Linked DNA regions of Rattus norvegicus: region 2 is linked to region 1. A link is a contact called in public Hi-C data. All regions are on one chromosome and are shown on one strand. The core of a region is the stretch at or near the end of the contact, and the rest is flanking DNA. Distances in the headings are between cores, read along the strand shown.

Evidence for each region. Hi-C and Micro-C count contacts between places; a contact is called where the count stands out from the background.
Region 2: a contact with region 1 is called in a Hi-C map of liver, with 2.3 times the contacts expected there. The contact joins two enhancer-like sites. A contact is called at or near these places in 2 of 12 Hi-C or Micro-C datasets (kidney and liver).

What each region holds. Positions count from the first base shown.
Region 1 is chr6:143,455,207-143,458,935 of GRCr8, forward strand. Esyt2 (extended synaptotagmin 2) reads left to right here. Exons shown (of 22, transcript NM_001271169.1): 22 at 1-394. Among named protein-coding and RNA genes, the nearest start is that of Ncapg2, 29 kb to the right of the region's middle. Within about 2 kb of position 1,810, at least 7 of the 93 cell types and tissues checked have an H3K27ac peak or open chromatin away from gene starts, as enhancers often do. A contact at or near this core is called in liver, where this site is marked.
Region 2 is chr6:143,536,761-143,541,081 of GRCr8, forward strand. It overlaps Ncapg2 (non-SMC condensin II complex, subunit G2), which reads left to right. Exons shown (of 28, transcript NM_001427667.1): 24 at 641-781; 25 at 4,118-4,221. Among named protein-coding and RNA genes, the nearest start is that of Ptprn2, 44 kb to the right of the region's middle. Within about 2 kb of position 2,326, at least 5 of the 93 cell types and tissues checked have an H3K27ac peak or open chromatin away from gene starts, as enhancers often do. A contact at or near this core is called in liver, where this site is marked.

The sequences.
Region 1 (3,729 bases), core at 560-3,059:
TGAGGGAAATTAGTGGTTTGAAGTACAGCTCTGGTAACTTATTCATGTGGTGGCTCGTCCTGTGCCTTAAAGTACAAAGGTGTTTTCAAGTTTCAGATGAAAACAGAAGCAGCCTTGCAACCATATTTCCCCCATTTGTATTTTGCACTCTGTATGTCTTGTGCAGGCCGTCCCTATGCAGAGGTGTTTAGGATTAGTTAAAAACCTCAGGCAGCTGCGGAGAGTACCAACTGCTGCAGCGACCGGTTCCATCTGGATTGCCCATGGTAGAGGTGGACCACAGAGGGTGGTATTTGTTTTTTGTTTGTTTTAGTCATAGAATGTCCTTTTTGCTTAATTTTACATAACAGCACATGTATTTATTCAATAAAACTTTTATGTTAGTGTACTTGTAGAATGTTTTTTGTTTGTCTCTCGAAATGAACAAGTCTAGCGTGGGAACAGTTAGTTTGGAAAGCCCACATGCCGTATCAGGTATACTTGCTGTTTGTGCATCTTTCACCGTCCACGTGGTTTGATATTCCTCTTGTTCCCATCCTAACTTGCCTCTCCTCCATGTAGCTACAGACTCTTTGAAGGGTAATGATTGAGTAGGAAAAATAGACTAATAAGTAAGACTGAAACTCGAAGAAGTCCCCAGACAAGGTGCTGAGATAGAAGGTGTGAACAAGGGCTTCATTGTTTGGTTTCTGATTGAGGAAAAGTAAAAAGGTGCTGTGCCAATTGTACACTTGTCTGTTCCTCTCATATGTATTAAAGTTTGGGTGTAAATGGTTATATTAGTTTTATGGCACTGTGACCACAATGCCTGACTAGTTAGTATTTGAGTGGTATTTTTCCACATATTTATTTATTTTTCTTTTTTCTTTTTTCTTTTTTTTTTTCGGAGCTGGGGACCGAACCCAGGGCCTTGCGCTTGCTAGGCAAGCACTCTACCACTGAGCTAAATCCCCAACCCCTTTTCCACATATTTAATACCAGAACTTGTGAGATAGATAAAATAACCCAGCTATCCTCAACAATATTTGTTAAAAGTAAGGAACTGTTAAGTAATATGAAATGCTGTTAAAGCACTGTGACTATAAATGACAGACCTTTATTTTAAGCACCAGCTTTAATGTTCATTTTTCATTTAAATAAGCTAAGGTATTCAAGGGCCAGGCACATATGAATCCTTGACAGCTGGTAGACCCTTTGCTGGACTCCACTTGCCCGGAGCAGGAGACTCTCAGTCCGGCAGCAAGCCAGGTGCATGCTTTGAACACTCATCAGATGCCGTGAAGAAGCTGTCTGCAGCCATAGCTGCTCTCTGCAGAAGACCAGTTCCACACGTGACTGTGGCTTCTGTTGGTCCAACTTTATGACCATCACAAGTCTCAGTGAAATCTAGGCCAGGGTTGGGGATCACCTCCCCTGGTGGCACATCAGAAAGTCTATGGGTGATACTCACACTGTTCTTCATTTGTATGAGTTGCCACACTTTCTCTTTTCCTGGTTCTATAATCAGGCTGTTCAGTTCATTTTTCAAGTCAGGTGGGAGACATCCTCTTGGGCTACCTCTCACTGTTACACATTAAACCTATTTACAGGTGTCCGTGTCTGTTGATTTTTTTTTTTTTTTTTGCCTACTTTTGAGCTTCTTCATTAATACTTTTGACTGAGCTGGTAACACAAAGAGATGTCTGAATTGGCAATAAAGAGTAGCAGTGGTGGAGGAAATAGGAGTCGTAACCACAGAATGCCTGAAGAGTTCCAGAAACTATCTGGGACAGAGATAAGGGGAATAGAAGCAATAGAGGCAACAAGGAATATTCAAAGTAGAGAAGATCAAAGAGGTGGGAAAGCCAAAGCTGACAAAAGATTAGCAGGCTGTGAGGACTCTGCACCTTTGGCTCTCTGCCCTGCCTCACCCTCCCCCACCCCCATCCCCACACCAAAACAAACAAAAAATCTGCAGGCCCTAGTCTCTGGGTGAGTTCCAGAAAATCACTAATGGCTTAGAGACCCAAGACCGGAAAACTGTTAGACAGTAGTTATCTTGAGATAACATCCCCCCAAAGCCTATTCTGGCCTTAACCTACCAAACACCATCTACTGTCGCTGCTGCTGTTGCTGCTGTTAGGGCTTCTGGTAGTTAAAAAAAAAAAAAAAAAAGCAATGCAACTCCAGCCTGAGTTCCAAATGTTTCTAACTCTAAAGTCTGGAACACTGGGCTCTTAGCCACAGGCACTTAGATACATAATCCTACATGGGCCTTCCCATCCTGCCCACAGGCCTTGGTCATACAAGGGCATGGGTCTGCCAGTGCCACAATACTACTTTGCCTATTCAAACTTCTGTCCAGCTAGAGTCTTTATATTCCTATTCCACTGGTGCTCCATCTCAGCTGTGTGTTTCTGGTCTGGTTCTTCTCATCTTTCTTGTTGATTGGAGCCGAAGAAATGAGTGGAAGCAGGTCTTCACCACTTGTGGTGACCAACATCCTCATACATATTGACACACATTTGTTGTTACCTGGCCACATTCCTCTAAGGTGGGTATCTGAGTCCTTTTCTTCCCTGAGAAGAACCTGATGCCAGCAGGGAGTGTTGTAGTTACTGCCAGAGCACTTAGAAGAGAATTAGGATCAGCAGGGGCCAAAGCAAACCTAATTTCACTTTTCCTCTACATAGAACAATATGATATTTTTCAACCATAAAGCAGAGTGAAAACAGAGCACTTTTAAGAAAATAGATCATCATGTTGAATACAATAAGCCAGACTCAGACAAAAGATAGTGTGTTTTCTCTCACGTGCAGAAGGCTTAAGTTTTAAAAAGTAAGACAAAAAAGAAGTGGAATTGTTGGGGAAGACAAAGAGAACCAGAGAGAATGGAATGACGGGAAGGGGTAAATATTATCAAAGTATGCTAGTAGGTTTTTAGAGGTCAGAGTGAAATGCACTTGTGCAATGAATCTACACCATATAAATGTATCTGTTGTATATATGTATGTATGTGTATATATCTGTATGTGTGCGTGTGCGCGCGCGCACACACACACACACACACACACACACACACACACACACACACACACAGACACACGCCAGAGGCTTGCCCCAGCCTTTATGGTAGAACAGTAGAACAGTACTGGGCAAGACATGGCATTGGATGATCTATGGCCTTGTAACCCTCCCTTACTGTTCTGGGGGCCAGAAACTGATAGCTTCTGAAAACTTGAACTCTTTCTTACTGTTCTGTGCTTTAATAAGCACTGGTTTCTTTTATCTATAGCTCAAGGACCTCTTGCTGGCCAGGTGAGAGGCTGGAAACTCATTAACTCTTTGTGAACCAGAGATGTGATTTAGGAACCTACTGGAATAAAACATAGCTCAGCAGGTAAAGGCACCTGCTGCCAAAACTAATGATCAAATCTCTAGAATGCTCAGACAACACACTCTAGCAAGTTGTCCTCTCAACTCCACAGGCACATGCATGGTCTCTGTATGTCTATATATCTACGTCTCTCTGCAACCGAAGTACAAGGATGGTTTTTTTTTAAATACCTGGAATAGGCTTTCTAATTTGGCAACACCTACAGTTAACTGAAGCCTCTTCAGTTGCTAAATCCTCTCAGAGAAGCTTGGAAAGTACTAAAAATTCATCTTGGAAACTATTTTACAAACTTAAGAAGACAAATTTAATGATGGTTTTGGCATTTTGGTTTCTTTTTTAAACACAGAAATACT
Region 2 (4,321 bases), core at 1,076-3,575, 82 kb after region 1:
AATTTAAGAAATGTTTAAATGTTTATGAAATACTAAAGAGTTTCAATTTTATTCTAGCCTTAGCTGATGGAAAGACGTGAACATTGCTGACACATTGTTTATGTGGTTTAGCCCAGTGTCCCTGCCAAGTCTCCCATTGTCCACTGAGTAGTGTTTTTCAGAATGCACTGCCCAAGCTGATAATTTTATTTTAATATTATTGCCTTTTTCCTGTCATCCCTCCCTCTTCACTGTTGATATTTTTTTTATATTATTGGTTTGTTTTATTTTATCTTTGTTGTTTTTGAGAGAGGTTCTTTCTTTGTGGAGCTCTGGCTGTCCTTGAACTCACTGTGTAGAGCAGGCTGGCCTTGTAATCACAGAAGTCAACCTGCCTCTGCCTCCCAAGGCATATACCACTGTACCCAGCAGCCATTGTTATTATTATTTTGGGGCGGGGGGGCAATATCTTACTCTGTAGCTTAGGTTGACCTAGAATTCACAGTGTAGCTCAGGTTGGCCTCACACTCATCTCCGTCCTCCTGCCTCACCCCCCCTGATTTGCGTTTATACAGATGCGAGCCACATCTCTGGTACTTGTTTTCTTTCCTCCTTTCTGAGTCTTAGCTCTCCTGACAGTGACTGATGTGATTTCTTGCAGCTCTTTCATTCTGTTCAGACCCCTCTTCATGAATTTATCACCACTATCCAGTCCTGGCACCAGGACACTGCAGTGCATCACGCTGTGCTTTCTACTCTGATCGCTGCACCAGTGGTTGAGATAAGTCACCAGCTACAGAAGGTGAGTGTTATCCAGTGTGACACTGTTGTTTTCTTCACTGTTCTGCTTACAGGACTTGGTTAGGTGTTTCCAGTTTTAGTGAGAACTGTTCCTTGCCATTCAGCTCGTTGGCTGTCTGTCATCCACATGGCAGCTGTGGAGCACATGCTAAGGGTACTGTCCCTCCTGACTGAGATGCGTCTGGCTCCAAGATGTGGACATCATGCTGGGTCTCAGACTTTTGAGTGAGTTCATAGTTTCTCAGGGAGAGTTGGGCTGACAGTTCAGGACTACTCTGGACTGAATTGGTATACAGTGGTTTACATCTCTGCATGTCTTTTTTTCTTTTCACTCCAAAGGAAGCTTGAATATTATGTATGGATGTTTTACCCACATGTGTTTATGTGTCTCATATGCATACCTGGTGGTCACAGAGACCATAGAGGATATCAGATACTCTACAACTGGATATACAGGTTGTTGTCAGTGCTTTTGGGGTTCTGGGGCCTAAGCCTGTGTTATTCTGTAAAAACAACAAGCTCTCTTAGCAGTCAAGCCATCCCTCTAGCTCCAGAAACTTGAAGTTTTGAAATCTGTTTTCCTAGCATAGTTCAAGGTGAATGGAAGACTCTTATTTACACAGATTTAACCTTTTTGGTTAAAGATTGATCTGATCAGGGAATCGTTTGAGCTAACACAGAAAGTGATTGAATACCATAGAGAGCATGCGGTATGGTCTTTATCTTCTTGGGCTCTGAGATGCGCCACATGTACATATGTAGTGACTTGGAGGAGAATGAACTAACTCACTGAATGCATGTACTTAGAGATGGTCATGTACTGCTTGACCATGGGTATTCTGAGAAATGAAGATGCAGATTCTCATTGCGCCACTCCCTGAGTATGCTTGCACAGATGCTAGCACATCGGCATAAAGCTCTGGGGCATTGCCAGAATACTTGCCAAAATGTCAGCATACAGCATGATTAAATACAAATTACTCTGTTTTTATGTCTGTGAGTGTTTGCTTATATGTATGTGTGTACATGCCTGGTGCCTGTGGAGGGTAAAAGAAGGCATCAGATTCATTGGAACTGGAGTTAACAGATGATTTTTTATTTTATTTATTTATTTTTTTCCGGAGCTGAGGACCGAACCCAGGGCCTTGTGCTTGCTAGGCAAGCGCTCCACTACTGAGCTAAATTCCCAACCCCAACAGATGATTTCTGAAGCAGCACGATGATGCTAAGAGCCAAACCTAGGTCCTCTGCAGGAGGAACTAGTGCTCCTAACCACTGAGCTATTTCTTCAATCCAAAAAGATTATTTTAATCTTACAAATTTTGTTGTATAAAATGTCAATGTGATGTTAATCAAGTTTTAAAACATATATTAGAATTTATAGTTATCTGAGTAAATCTAGGATTAGGACTTAGCTTCAGAAGGCTGCACAGCTAAAGTTACAAAGAATTAGTGGCCTTTGCACGGACCTGGACCCTGAACTGCCTGGCTCGGCCCAGTTCGCTCATTTTGTTTGTACTGCCCTGTGCTGTGTGAGCCAAGTAGAGCAGCAGCTGATCGTGTCCTTTCCTAGTTAGACGTGCGCTGCTCTGCCCCTTCCAAGAGTACTCACTGGTGACTGGCAGGTCTTCTGAAGGCCTCTCCTTGACTGCAGATTGTTTTGTTTTTTAATTTATTTTCTTTTCAGTTTTCCTTTGGGGATCTTCCTGGTTGGTTGGTATACACATTAAAGAATACAGTTTCTTTTTATGTCCTATTTTTGACTCCTTTAAGAAAATGTGTTTTCCATAATGCTTCACAAAGTCTGCTTTGTTAGTTTTGTAGCCAATCTAGTCTTCTCATGCTTCTTGTTTGTATAGGAACTCTGTTTTTAGATTTTACTTCTGACCTGTCTTCATAGTTAAGGTGTTGTGAGTATACCGTATAATTAGTTTGTAAAATTCACTCTGACTAGTGTCTTCATTTGGATGCTTATAGTTTATCTGTTGAGCTTAATTACATCAGCATTCAAGACAGGGACTCACACCTTAGGTCATCCTGGCTGTGAACTCTTGATAAACCCCTGCCTCAGCCTCCGCAGTACTGGCTCACAGGCATTAGCCACCATGCCTAGCTTTTTCTATTGCTACATTTTATCTTTTCTGTGGATTGGCTTTTACTTGGTTTCTCTAGAATATTATTTCTCAACCTGTGGGCCACAATTCCTTTGGGAGTGTTGAGTGACCCTTTCTTTCACTGGGGTCACCTAAGACCATTGGAAAACACAGTTATTTACATTATGATTCATAACAGTGGCAAAATTATAGTTATGAAGTAGCAATGAAAGTAATTTTTTTTTTGATTGGGGGGTTACCGCAACATGAGGAACTGTAAGCAGCTATAGGAAGGTTGAGGACTACTGGTCTTGGGGTTCATCACAGTGCCTTAATGAATTCACCTTACCTTATACTTCGTAAGACTCTCCTAGTAATAGTCTTCTTATTAGAGCTTCCTTGAATCTTTGCTGTAGTCAGGTGTTTTATTTTGACATAGGCTAAACGTGTTATTGTATTTTAAATTACCTTTATTTCACTCAGTAGTGCTTTCAGTGTATCATAAATGTATTCTCAACACTTAGGTTGGTGGATGCTAAACCTTATCATTTAATGTAATGTGCCCAAGACAGCAAGACTTAGGCAAAAGACAGGGAGGAAGAAATAAGGCGAGATGTTCATACTGCAGCTATTACAGGAGAAAACAGACACAAGCCTCCTCTGGGAGTGGGAACTACAAATTACTTCAGGAACTGTTTCCATGAGGAATTTACTCAACAGTGAATGACCTGTCAACCCTCATGTGACTGGTAGTAGTGTTGTCCAGGGTGTGACCTATGAGGACCTAGCCCATTAGTTACAGGTATCTTCTGTCAAGCAAGTAGCAGAGGCCAGGGATGCTGTTCCACATCTTGCAGTGCATAGCCTGGACAGTATATCCCTACCTTGCCCATTGTACCACAGGGCAACTTTAGACCAAAACACCAGCATTCTGAGACTGAAATTCTAATCTGGGCTGAGAAGGAGAACTGGTTAAAGTGGCTTAGCATAAAGTGTATTGTTTATAGAAGATGATACCAAGTTAGATAAAGGCCATTTGATAAAGGGCTTGCCAAGTGATTGATATATCCTTTATTTCTATGTCCTTGGGTGAAATAATGCCACATTCATAACTAACTGTAGTGAATAAAGCTTGTTCTTTTGAGTTTCTGAAATGCTTTTGTCAGGTAGAAGAAACCCAAATCAGTGTGAACCAAGTTGTCATTCTAGATCATTTATGATATACTGATCTGAAACATTTCTAGGTTTCTGATATAGAAGAGCTGACTTCACCACAATGTCTTGCTGACCTTCCTCCATTTTCAAGGAGTTTAATGGGAGTAATAATGAAGTCTTCGGATGTGGTCAGGTAATTGTCTTCTCTCTCTGATCTTGGCACAGCCCTTTCTGTAATTGTTTCCAGTGCCTCCGCTTTATTATCTTACACTCTCAGGCTTTCAAAGGTATTT